Linked DNA regions of Anser cygnoides: all the other regions are linked to region 1. Evidence: chromatin contacts called from public Hi-C data. All regions are on one chromosome and are shown on one strand. The core of a region is the stretch at or near the end of the contact, and the rest is flanking DNA. Distances in the headings are between cores, read along the strand shown. Region 1 has its middle 180 kb from the start of SLC2A12. Region 2 has its middle 38 kb from the start of ALDH8A1. Region 3 holds the start of LOC106032508 (serine/threonine-protein kinase Sgk1).

Region 1 (3,673 bases), core at 812-3,311:
AGCCTCAGTTGCTGACTCGGACTGTGCCCCCTTTACGGTGGGCACCTTCCTACATTCTCACAGGGGAAGCCTGGGGCTAAGTGAGGGAATACTCCAGGACTATGCAAAATAAGTATGGCGTTAACCTTTGTGAAAGGGTAAAAATTACCTTTCTTCGCAATACTGAGGATTTTGTCAGCTGAAGCCTGATCAATGATGTGTGGTAACAGCAACAAGAGTTCCCCTAAACACAGACACAGAGCAATAGCTATTTAAGTATTTGTAGGGAGTATAAAACAACTCAGAAAAAGTGTGTGTGTAAAACCAGCTTTCAAAGATGCACTTATTCACGTTTCTACCACCATGTTTGATGTTGCTCTTCCTTCTGCCCTGTTGTATCAGTCTCTCTGTGCAGCTATATGATCAGCAATCTTTGCAATTGTGGAACATTTAGTGCACCTAGAATACTGTCAAAATATTTGATCATAGTAGTAGATAAATGAAAATAAGTCAAGGATTAACCTGTGTACTCCACTCCCCACTTCCCATCCTCCTGTTCAGACCACACCTGCCATAAGCAAAATGTAAATAGTACTAGTATTAATTTATAACAGTAATAACACTGACTAAAAAATGGATGTCATAGGTGTCAAATAAGGTTGTCTCTGTGTGCATAGAAGAGGAATCTTCTGAATGCAAAGTTAGAAATCTCCTTTCCTCAAAGACCATTCTTGTCTTCAAAACATTGCTTCTTAATGAATATTTGCTACTATAAGAAATATTTCCTCAATGCAAATACAAACCAAGCAGATCACCCACACTTGACTGTGGTAGATAAGGACCAAGTGAGAATATACTCCCAGGCAATGAACTTTACTCCATGCCTATCCAAAGCCATCTCTTCTATAAAGAGATTACCTGTGTGTACATTTGCACCTCTGCCTAGATCAGGAGTATGCTTTGGAAATGGATCTCACAGTCACCTCCACAGACTGCATGCTCTCATACTGCAAACCATATTGGGTTGCATGAATCCCAAGACTCCTGAAGATGTGCTCTGGTGGCTGGTGGATGTCCTCTCCCTGGGACCAGACTGGAAGCAATATATAGTGAAAACCTTGAATGTTTACAGTGTAGATGCTGGGTCCTCATTTTGACTGCTATGGGTGTCTAAAATAAGACAGTGATTTGCCCTCTGGAAGCTCCTGTTCTCCTCAACTGACTATGCAGACAGCCAAAGTTGTCTAGCTCAGATAGAGATGACTGACTTGACAGACATATAAAGCTAGACAAGACAAATCCTACCCTAGGCATCTAACTCTAGACAACACGAGATGCTCTTTGCTTTTTCAGTACAGTCACCATATCAGACAGGCTTAATATATCTTTCTGTTTCCCTTTTTGCCCTCGCAATGCAGAACATACTGTTGACAACACCTTAAATAATGACAGTTACACAACTGTTATCAAGGGGATGTGGCTGAGTTCCCTTTGGCTCCCAGAGAGCTCAGTGGTTGTCTCCCTCCTCAGGTCTCCCCTCACAGGAAAAATCACCTCTCAGAAAGGTGACCGCTCAGAAAGTGGCCACTAGCACAGTTGGCAAGGTTCACATTTACAGAAGTTGAATATTTTTTACATCAGGATGTGACTACGGATAATACTTGGACTGCCAACAGCTGGCATTGCTCCCATGTTGCCAGCCCTGACCTTTGGCCAGTTTGCTTTGTTATACAAACCTGTGGACTCAAAGCTTTCCTATCAGCAGCGAACCAAAGTGCAACACTGTCATAAAGCACCTCACCGTAAAAAAAAAAAAAAAGGTATAACAATCCAGACTCTCAGTGGTTAAAGAAAAAGTCCATCGGGGTGCAGGCCTGGTCACTGAGGAGTGCACGCAAGTTCATTGATCCTGCTGGCACCCTGACAAGGCTCTGCAGGCTCTTTGGGGCAATCAGCTGGTCAAGGCTGGCAGCTGCAGGGCCAGTCAGACTAATTAGCTCTTGTTCTCCATTTTGTCTTTCCAACAGCTTATCTCTGCCCACCCCTGCAAGTTCTTCACTGCTCTCACTCCTTTATACTATGCTATTTTTAGTCAGTTTCTGTTATTGGTATGCAGGCCCAGAAATACGGTTATCAAAAAGAACAGCCAAGGCCAAAGACATTGCTTGGGAGTTTTTTTAGCACATCCCTCAGATCAGATGAGCTTTTGGTCAGCCTGTCACTGCAATTGTTCCAATACTGTAACTTCTCTTCTTTCCTACTTCCTACAATGCTACTTTTATCCTGTGGCTACCACTTACAGTCATAACATTTCATTATACGAGGAAAGAAAAGGGAAGGGAAGGGAAGGGAAGGGAAGGGAAGGGAAGTGAAGGGAAAAAGAAAGAAAAGAAAAGAAAAGAAAAGAAAAGAAAAGAAAAGAAAGAAAAGAAAAGAAAAGGGAAGGGAAAAGAAAAGAAAGAAAAGAAAAGAAAAGGAAAAAAAGGAAAGGAAAGGAAAGGAAAGGAAAGGAAAGGAAAGGAAAGGAAAGGAAAGGAAAGGAAAGGAAAGGAAAGGAAAGGAAAGGAAAGGAAAGGAAAGGAAAGGAAAGGAAAGGAAAGGAAAGGAAAGGAAAGGAAAGGAAAGGAAAGGAAAGGAAAGGAAAGGAAAGGAAAGGAAAAGAAAAGAAAAGAAAAGAAAAGAAAAGAAAAGAAAAGAAACGAAAAGAAAAGAAAAGAAAAGAAAGAAAGAAAAGAGAAAAGAAAAATGAAGCTGCAGTTTCTAAAATCTGTTTGTTTTTCTACATTTTTATTTGACATTGAAAAAAAAGTCCCTATTATTTGAAAGTCTTCCAGTCATGGAAACATCAGTTCTGTAACAGGAATCTTGGTCAAAATCACAGTAAAGATTTCCTGCTGTGGTGTGCCACATAAAAGTAATAATGCATCCATCAGGCAAACTTGTAGTAATCTCCAATGCACTGTGCTCCATAGTTCTTGGAACAAATAAGGTGTAAGTGTATTTGCAATGCTGAGTTCAAGCCTCTGTTTGCTTCTAATTTTCTAATGAATCTGAGGAATATTTTCCTAGTTCAACTTGGGGATTTTCCATGCATTGATGAAATCTGGGTCATGGCACAAATGTGTTCAGTGGTTGGACTTGTTTTATTGTTTCATGTTATGCTGCCTCCGGGGCTCACCTGTACTAACCTCAGCCATGACTAGGAATTAAGTTCAATAAGCACATGGAGGGGAGACAAAGTTCAGCTGTCTCAATTCTTCGCAGGAGAGTGAAGAAACTTTTCCCACCCAGTCCAGAAATTCTCCTCCTTTTTCAGGAAAGGGAGAGAGAGAATGAGTTGTACTGTTCACCAGAACAGGAGTGCCCATCCAGTTTGTTGGTTTTGTTTGTTTTTGTATGTGTCAGCATCCTCACTTATTACAGACAACCTCTTTATACACAGCAGCTCCCTTCTCTCCTGAAGAGATATCACCTGATGGGTATATTATTGAGTCCCTTACCTCTCTTTTATGTTTTTTGTCCACTATGTTTCATAGCTTTTATTGCTCAAGGAGCATGAGTAAAGGTAATGCCCTGCTTTTGACTTGGAAAAATTGAATAGTCCTGTGGTGAATGCAAAAGTTGCAACACTGCAGAGGTTACTTATCCTTCTGGCATCTGGTGGGGCCAAGACAGCATGGCAGGGGCTGAGCGG
Region 2 (3,673 bases), core at 665-3,164, 210 kb before region 1:
CTGACACACTGCTAGTAGACCACATTAATTGAATCTTTGTCAGGTATACATTTGCTATGAAAGAGGGACATTGATTATGATTTCATTAATGTACAAATGAGTTTCTATGCATCTTTGAAAATAAAACAAAATAACAACAACAACAAAAACAATGGCAATCACAGACCTGGTGGAGCTATTAATACACAGCCTTCACTGGGAGAAATAATGTTTTTGTCTCTTGCATGTTGACATAAGCAAAAACTCTTGCAGCATCAGCAGATCAGTGCACTGAGGTAGATGGATCACCAGCTGATATATCAAAGTTATTGATGGTTTGGATATTTTACTGTGGACTAGATTTAATCTGGCCCCCTGATATCCCCATCTCATACATGGTTTGGGGCTGTCTGAGCAGTCATCAATCCAGTCAATTACTGTCTCCATTATCGACTGGGATGAGCTTGGTACACAGGTGGATGGAGGAAAGCTTTTGGATGAGTTTCCTCCTCAGAGAATCTAGTTTGAATATCCTAAGGCCACTTTGTGAACCAAACTGCCAGATGGTAAAATGGGATTGGCAGGGGCTTCACTTCTTCACTGTACTACTGCTGTGAACCAGAAGAGCAGCGCGAGCAGAACACAGTGAACCCTGGGTTTTGGGGTCAAACACTTCTGGTGTCTAGGTGGAGACTGTTTTGTTTTCAAGTCATTAAGAACTCAGCAAGGAACAAGTTCCTTTGTCTGCAATATTGTCTAAATGATCACTTAGCTCGCCATGGCAGTAAATCTTTTTTTTTTTTTTCTTTCTAAAATACATGTCATGACACAATTCTTAGATCATTTGCCCTCAGGATGTTCTTCATACTGTTCTTCTAACCTGTTAGCACAAACCCCCTTCTCTTTTGAGTCTTTAAACACACAGGTGAACTTGTCTGAGTCATGCATGCTTGCTTGTTCTTCAGCATCATGTGGTGATTATAGTTATTCTTTAATTTAAGGACAGATAATGACCATGCTTTTAAGTGCATACATTCCCTTTGGGTGCTGAAAATGAGATACACAGGAGCTGATTTGGAGGGGTGCGGGGCAGTACCAAGCTGATTCAAATCACTGAAATTGTACTGCTATAGTCCTTCTGAATATTATTGACTATTGCAAAGGAAGCAGCTCTGTTTTTTAAAAAAATTTAGATGTGCAAATGAAGAAATGGCTCTAGATGTTCTTCAGCAAGCCTCACCATCACACAGTCTGTGGATGTCTGAGTTTAATTAAATTAAATTGTATCATTACTGGTGGTGGAAAATGACTAAAAATGAACAGCAGGTGAAGAGATCAATATCAGTATTTTCAGTTCAAGCTGCTGCTTTCTGTCCTTTGCTACCACCATGTCATCTTTTTCAGTTTGTTCAACCTTCATCTTAAACCTAGCTGGATTTCTTCTCCCCAGTTTATCCAGAGTTATTTGAACTTTCTAAGACTTCACTGATTTGCTGGTTAGATACCTTTTGTTTTCCAGATTGAATTTATTCAAGGCCCTTTATTCTTTGCTAACACATAAGCTTTTTATGGTCATCCTGTGATTAGCTGAAACATCTAGGACTTCAATTTTGTCAGTTGTTCTCAGATATTGTTTCCCCTCTGTGACAGCAAATCTGCAAGTATTTAAATAATTTGTTTATATTTGTTCTATTACTTACCCAACTTACTTCTCTGGTCATCACAGAACCTCTCTGTGATGATATTCTTGGCCTCTACTTCATTAACACTGTCTCCCAGCTTTGTCAGCAGTAAATTTCTATTTGGTATCAAGGTCAGTGAAAAAAAATAATAAGGAAAGATTTATCAAAGATCAGAGACTGAATTAGAAACTCTCCTCTGACTCAACATGTCTGGTCTGTGCTGGCTTTTGGCACATACCAGCTCCTTATCAATGTAGTTTTTCTTCTCTTCTCCAGCTGAAACACTAATCTCTTGGGTAGTACTGTATCACATACTTTTCTAAATTAAATCTGATACTTTTATACGTAATCACGGAGTTGCTGGGGTAGGAAAGAACCTCTGAAGACCGTCTAGTCCAAAGCCCTGTTCAGTGCAGGGTCATCCAGACAATCAGATAAAAATGTTTGGGTTAGTCTAGCCTGACGTGCACTTGACAAATGCAAGTTGCACTTCATCCAGGTTTAGTTTAATCTTTCCATCTTTAACAGGTTTCTGACTGGAAACATATTTTAGGACCTTTACCTTGGTTAGGCAAATGTGATGCAACTCCTTGTTGTGTGTGCATTTGTTAGGGAAAGAAATATCTACTTGTGAGTAGGAGGGAATTCTAGGAGGCTGCTGTTTCATCTGAGCTTTGGAATGTGGTTCAGCTGATAAGATCCTGTAGTGCCTTTCTGGATTTATTTTTTCCACCAATATTGTGATCAATAATAACATTTCAAATAAAATGTCTTTCTGAGCCTTCAACTTAGCTTGCTAATCCTCACCTTTGCAATTGAGGTTGTTTCTGAGAAGAAGGACTATAGTTTCATTTAGGAAGCACCTACAATGTAAAATATATATAGTTTGGGTGCATGAATATCCAGAACTTTCTTCTAGACTTTCTACACTTATTTCAATTTGTTCTGGGTTCACATAAGAGGTTTTGCAATGGATAACAAACAAGCATAATATCCTCTTGTCTGCTTGGGGAAATTTAACATAAAAGCATCTGTAAGAAGGAAATGACATAAAATGAGATGACAGAAATAATGGAGATTTAGATGAGGGAAAATCAGCTCTCATTATGAGGTAATAAGATTGCTTATTTGGCTGTGTATTAGAACAGATTTCATGAATGAGATTTCTGGTGGTGAAGCTAGATAACGGAATGAACATAATTTTCTTGCCTTTGGAGTTGGTAATTGCTATCCTTAGTGAGAGTATTACTTGTGTGTTTCCAAAAATTGTGCATATCATAAATAACACCCGTATGGAATTCAGTAAAGCGAGCATGATGGATGTGAACATAAAGAAAAACAAAGTCCTTTCCATTAAATGAGTTAAATCCTGACCAAAAAACAAAGCAGATGACTAGAGTAATGGAGGGGTCAGACAAGCAAATCTTAAGGAAGAGTTTGTGGCAATTATGTATCCTGAGATGCAGGAGTTACCAGCAAGATAGATTGGCCATAGTGTAGTACAGTCTTAAATACAATTCTCTGACTATTTCATGAACTGTGATGAGAAAAACTAAGGTGACAGTCTATGACACTACATATGCTTATGGATGAATTTAACTTTAAACATTGGTTTCTACTAAAGTCAGAGCTAAGAACTGCCTACTTAATAAGGTCAAAATACATCCAAGTATTTGTGGGATGAGGGGGTAGCTTTTCTTCATTGACACTAAATCTTTATACTGTCCATTAGTGGTCAATGGAAAAAATTACTTATATTTTTGATAGCTGGCATCATTTCCAATATACACATTTTTATTTTATTTTATTTTATTTTATTTTATTTTATTTTATTTTTTTTATTTTATTTTATTTTATTTTATTTTATTTTATTTTATTTTATTTATTTTATTTTATTTTATTTTATTTTATTTTATTTTATTTTAATTTCCTTTTTACTGCAAATTATAGCTCTGCATATACAGATCTGGAAGATACCCCACAGTACTCTCTTGGCAGTCCAGTCTTGATGT
Region 3 (3,673 bases), core at 503-3,002, 140 kb after region 1:
TTGTTCAAGATGAACTGAATCACATTCCCACAGGCTTTACGCTGGGCACGTCCCCAGCAGGACCCTAGGGTTATCCATACCTGCCTCATACAGGCAAGCCAGCGCATCGTGCCCGCTCTGCCCTTATGCCTGCATCGCCCAAGGGTCCGGCAGTCTGTGTCTTTCTGCATTTCTCACCACCCCGCAGCAGGACCCTGGTCCGAATGCTGGCATGGTGAGGAGGCTGATGAGAGCCTGCTCACCTGGTGCTACTTTTACGTGGAACCGAGCCATTTAGCAGCGTCATGCTTCATATTATGTTACAAAATGCAATCGGCTCTCTCTCTTCTTTTCTTCTAGCCACCAAGCAGCAGTACCTGGGGCTTTGTGAGTCGGTTAAATTCTGTGAGCTCAGACCCAGTACCACACCACTCAGACAGGCAGTATCAGAATGAAGACCTGAGCCCCAGGTCTGTGTAGCCCAGCATATGGGGTTACCAGCAACAGCTAACAGTCCCCTCTAAGGCAGACAGCAGGAATAGTCAACTGTTCAGTGATTCGCCCCCAAAACACCCCTGGCTCCCGGGAGTTCGTGGTTCAGGAACATTCTGGGTCAGGCACACTGCCTTTGTACTCCACTGCCCTCAAGTATTTTTTTTGCCATTCATTCACCCAGCCATTACCCAACCCACCCACACTTCGGTGTGCGCACATCCTGCAGCAAGTTGTTCTGCGACTGTTCGTGCTCCTGGTGTGGAGTCTCCGTTTACTTTTTCATTTTGCATGTCCACCTTTTACTTTATTCATTTTTCTTTGAAAAAGCATAATTAATTTTTTCTTTGAAAACTTTAGAAGCTCAGGACAATTTGCCAGAATTTTAATCTCAGGGAGAAACGTAACGGGAGCGGGAAACATCACTGTAATTATTTTGGCTCTTCTCTTGTCTTTACTTATCAGCGACTACACAAACTCTCGATGCAAGCCCTTGCGGTCTGGCGACATTTGCACAATGCCCGACCCTTTTCCAGAAGAGCCGGCCCTTGAGTAACGGGATGCCTCTTGGCCACCTTTCCCTTGCTTGAGCTGCGTCTTCCGTTCCAACCGGCTTTGCAGCCGCCACCGCCGGGAAAAGCTTTAAAACGCAATTTAGGGGCTTGTTAAGCGCATCCCGGGCTCCGGAGACCCGGGTTTGGGAGCTGACGGCCTCCCACCGTACCGAGCCACTGCTCCCGTACACGGTGCGGAAGCGGACGCGTGCGTGGGGGGGCGAACCGACGGACGGACGGATGGACGGACGGACGGACGGACGGACAGCGGTGTCCTGAGCCGGGCGGCGGCCGGGGGGGGCGCGGCGGAGCCCCGCGGCCGGGGGGGCGCCGCCGGGGCGCTGCCGGCGGAAGGCGCTGGGGGCCGTGCCCGGCCCGGCGCTATCCGGCCGGCGGGGAAGCGCTGCCGGCAGCCGCGGCTCGGCGCCCGGGGGCGGGAGCGGACCCGGGGCCGCCTCCTCCGCCCGCCTTGGCTCGGGGCCCGGCCGGGGAAGGGGGGGGGGGGACCCGCGGGGGGGTCCCGGTGCGCGGCGGCTCGCAGCGGGTGCGGGCAGCGCCTCCTGGCGCCGCCGTGGGGCCGGGGCGGGTGGCGGAGGGCAGGGCCGGCCCCCCCGCGGCGGGGTGTGCGCGGCTGCCGCTGATGACAGTAATTTTGAGGGCGATGTTGCAACGGGGCAGAGTGTGCGGGGCGGCCCGTGCCCGCGTTTATAACGCTCCCGAAGCGCCCTCGGCACCGCGCTCGTAAGCGGGGCAGCGGCAGCGGCGCCCGGCCCCTCCGCCCCCCGCCGCCTCCCCCTGCCCCCGGGCCGGGCACTTGGCCGGCCTCAGCCCGCCCCCGGCTGCTGAGCGCAGAGCACGGCCCCGCGGCGGAGATGAGGGGCAAGGAGGAGAAGTCGTCGCTGAAAGGTGACGGGGCGCCGGGGGGCACCGGGGGGCACCCGGGGGGAGAGGAGGGGGCGTGAGGGGGCGCCGCGACCCGCGGCAGGTTGTGCGGGGCACCGGGGGCTGTGGCAGAGCCTGGGGTTTCTTTTTCTTGCCCATTTCTTTTCTTCTTTTCTTTTTTTTCTTTTTCTCTTTAATTTCTGCCGCCGCTAATAGTGGCAGTTTTGGCGACGGGAGTGAGGAAGGCGACAAGTGGGAGCAGGCAGAGCCCCAACAGGCGCTCCCCTCGCCCCTGCCCTCCCCGGCGCCGCTGCGCCCGCACTGGGACGTCAGGGATCCCCCCCCCCCCCCATCTCCCGGCGGGACCCCGACCCCTTTCCCTCCTTCTTCCCTCGGTGTAAGGCGCTTTTGGAGACCTGCGCCCACCTCGCTGGGAGTCCCTGCTGCTGTCACCCCTCGAGGTGCGGCCGGCTGCCAAGGGATGCCGCCCAGCGGCCGGCTGGTATTGGGGCCGGGGGATACGGGGGGGGCACGGCAGCGGTGCCCCACACACCGTGTTCCCGAGTGGTAATGAACAGGGGAAGCAAAAGGGGCAATTCCTTCCCACCCACCCCCCTTTTATTTTTCCTTTTTTTCCTTTTTTCCCTTTTGATGTTTGCAGTGCTGCACTTGTCATCTCCCCACCACTTCCAGCAGCACACCTCTCAGCCCTTTCCTCCCCCCGCCTCCAAGTTCAGGGAACCGGGACTTATTTATTTATTTTCCCTTACGTTTTCCCCTTTTTGGCATTAAAAAAAGAATTATTATTATATTATTATTATTATTATATATTTTTTTTTTGTTCGCTTTTGTTTGTTTTCCTTTTCCCTTTCGGTAACGGCCCGGCCGGGATCAGGGCAGCGCACAGAAGGGACATTTGTTTGTTTTAGTGCAAACCGGGCAGGAAATCTTGTTCTCCGGAGCGGGGAGCGGGGGGGGGTAGGAATCAGTCTCCCGGGGCCGGCAGCGGGGCGGCGCCCTTCGTCCCCCCCCCCCGACGGCCCCGGGGCCGTCGGGGGGGGGGGGACGAACGGCGCCGCCCCGCCCCGGTCCCGCCCCGCTCCGCCGCCACTTAAGCGCCGTCGGGGGCCGCTCCGGAGCAGTGCGGTGCTGGTCGCAGTCGGCTCCTTGTGCCGGCTTCTTTTTCCTCCCCCAAGCCCAGTGCGATGACAGTGAAGGCAGCCGAGGCGTCGGGTCCCACCCTGACCTACGCCAAGATGAGGGGCATGGTGGCCATCCTCATCGGTGAGGCGGGCAGCGGGGATGCTGCTGGGTGGTGTGATTTTTTTTTTTTTTTTACAGGACAGGCAAATAGATTCACGATCTTTTTTTTTTATTATTATTTTTAAAATTTTTAACGCTCCTGTCCTTTTATTTTGTAGCTTTCATGAAGCAGAGAAGAATGGGGCTGAATGACTTCATTCAGAAGATAGCCACCAACTCCTATGCATGCAAGCAGTAAGTATCAGACATTTCGGCTGGGTTTCAGTAATAAATACCATTACGTTTTGTGAGACCTAGGAAAAAAAATTGTTTACTCTAATGCCTCTGGCATGACTGTTACTGAAGAGTTAATTGCTCTTCTTGCAGTATTATTACTCACCTTGCATCAGTTCTTCATGAGCTGGGTTTGGGCGAGATGAGTCGGATGGGATTTCTAGAGCCCCGTCCCTGTTTTGATCTGTACTTACGGCATAAATACATTTCTTTGTGCGGCTGATTTTACG

What was found. A called contact is a pair of places that touch in the nucleus more often than the background predicts.
Region 2: a contact with region 1 is called in a Hi-C map of granulosa cells, with 1.6 times the contacts expected there. The contact joins two enhancer-like sites.
Region 3: a Hi-C map of liver shows a contact between it and region 1, with 10 times the contacts expected there. The contact joins the promoter of LOC106032508 here to the enhancer-like site in region 1. A contact is called at or near these places in 3 of 7 Hi-C or Micro-C datasets (granulosa cells and liver).

The regions. Positions count from the first base shown.
Region 1 is chr3:61,711,565-61,715,237 of Taihu_goose_T2T_genome, forward strand. No RefSeq gene overlaps it. Among named protein-coding and RNA genes, the nearest start is that of SLC2A12, 180 kb to the right of the region's middle. Within about 2 kb of position 2,062, at least 2 of the 3 cell types and tissues checked have open chromatin away from gene starts, as enhancers often do.
Region 2 is chr3:61,498,292-61,501,964 of Taihu_goose_T2T_genome, forward strand. No RefSeq gene overlaps it. Among named protein-coding and RNA genes, the nearest start is that of ALDH8A1, 38 kb to the left of the region's middle. Within about 2 kb of position 1,915, at least 1 of the 3 cell types and tissues checked has open chromatin away from gene starts, as enhancers often do.
Region 3 is chr3:61,853,310-61,856,982 of Taihu_goose_T2T_genome, forward strand. LOC106032508 (serine/threonine-protein kinase Sgk1) reads left to right here and starts at 1,753. Exons shown (of 12, transcript XM_066994255.1): 1 at 1,753-1,931; 2 at 3,329-3,404. The coding sequence starts at 1,898.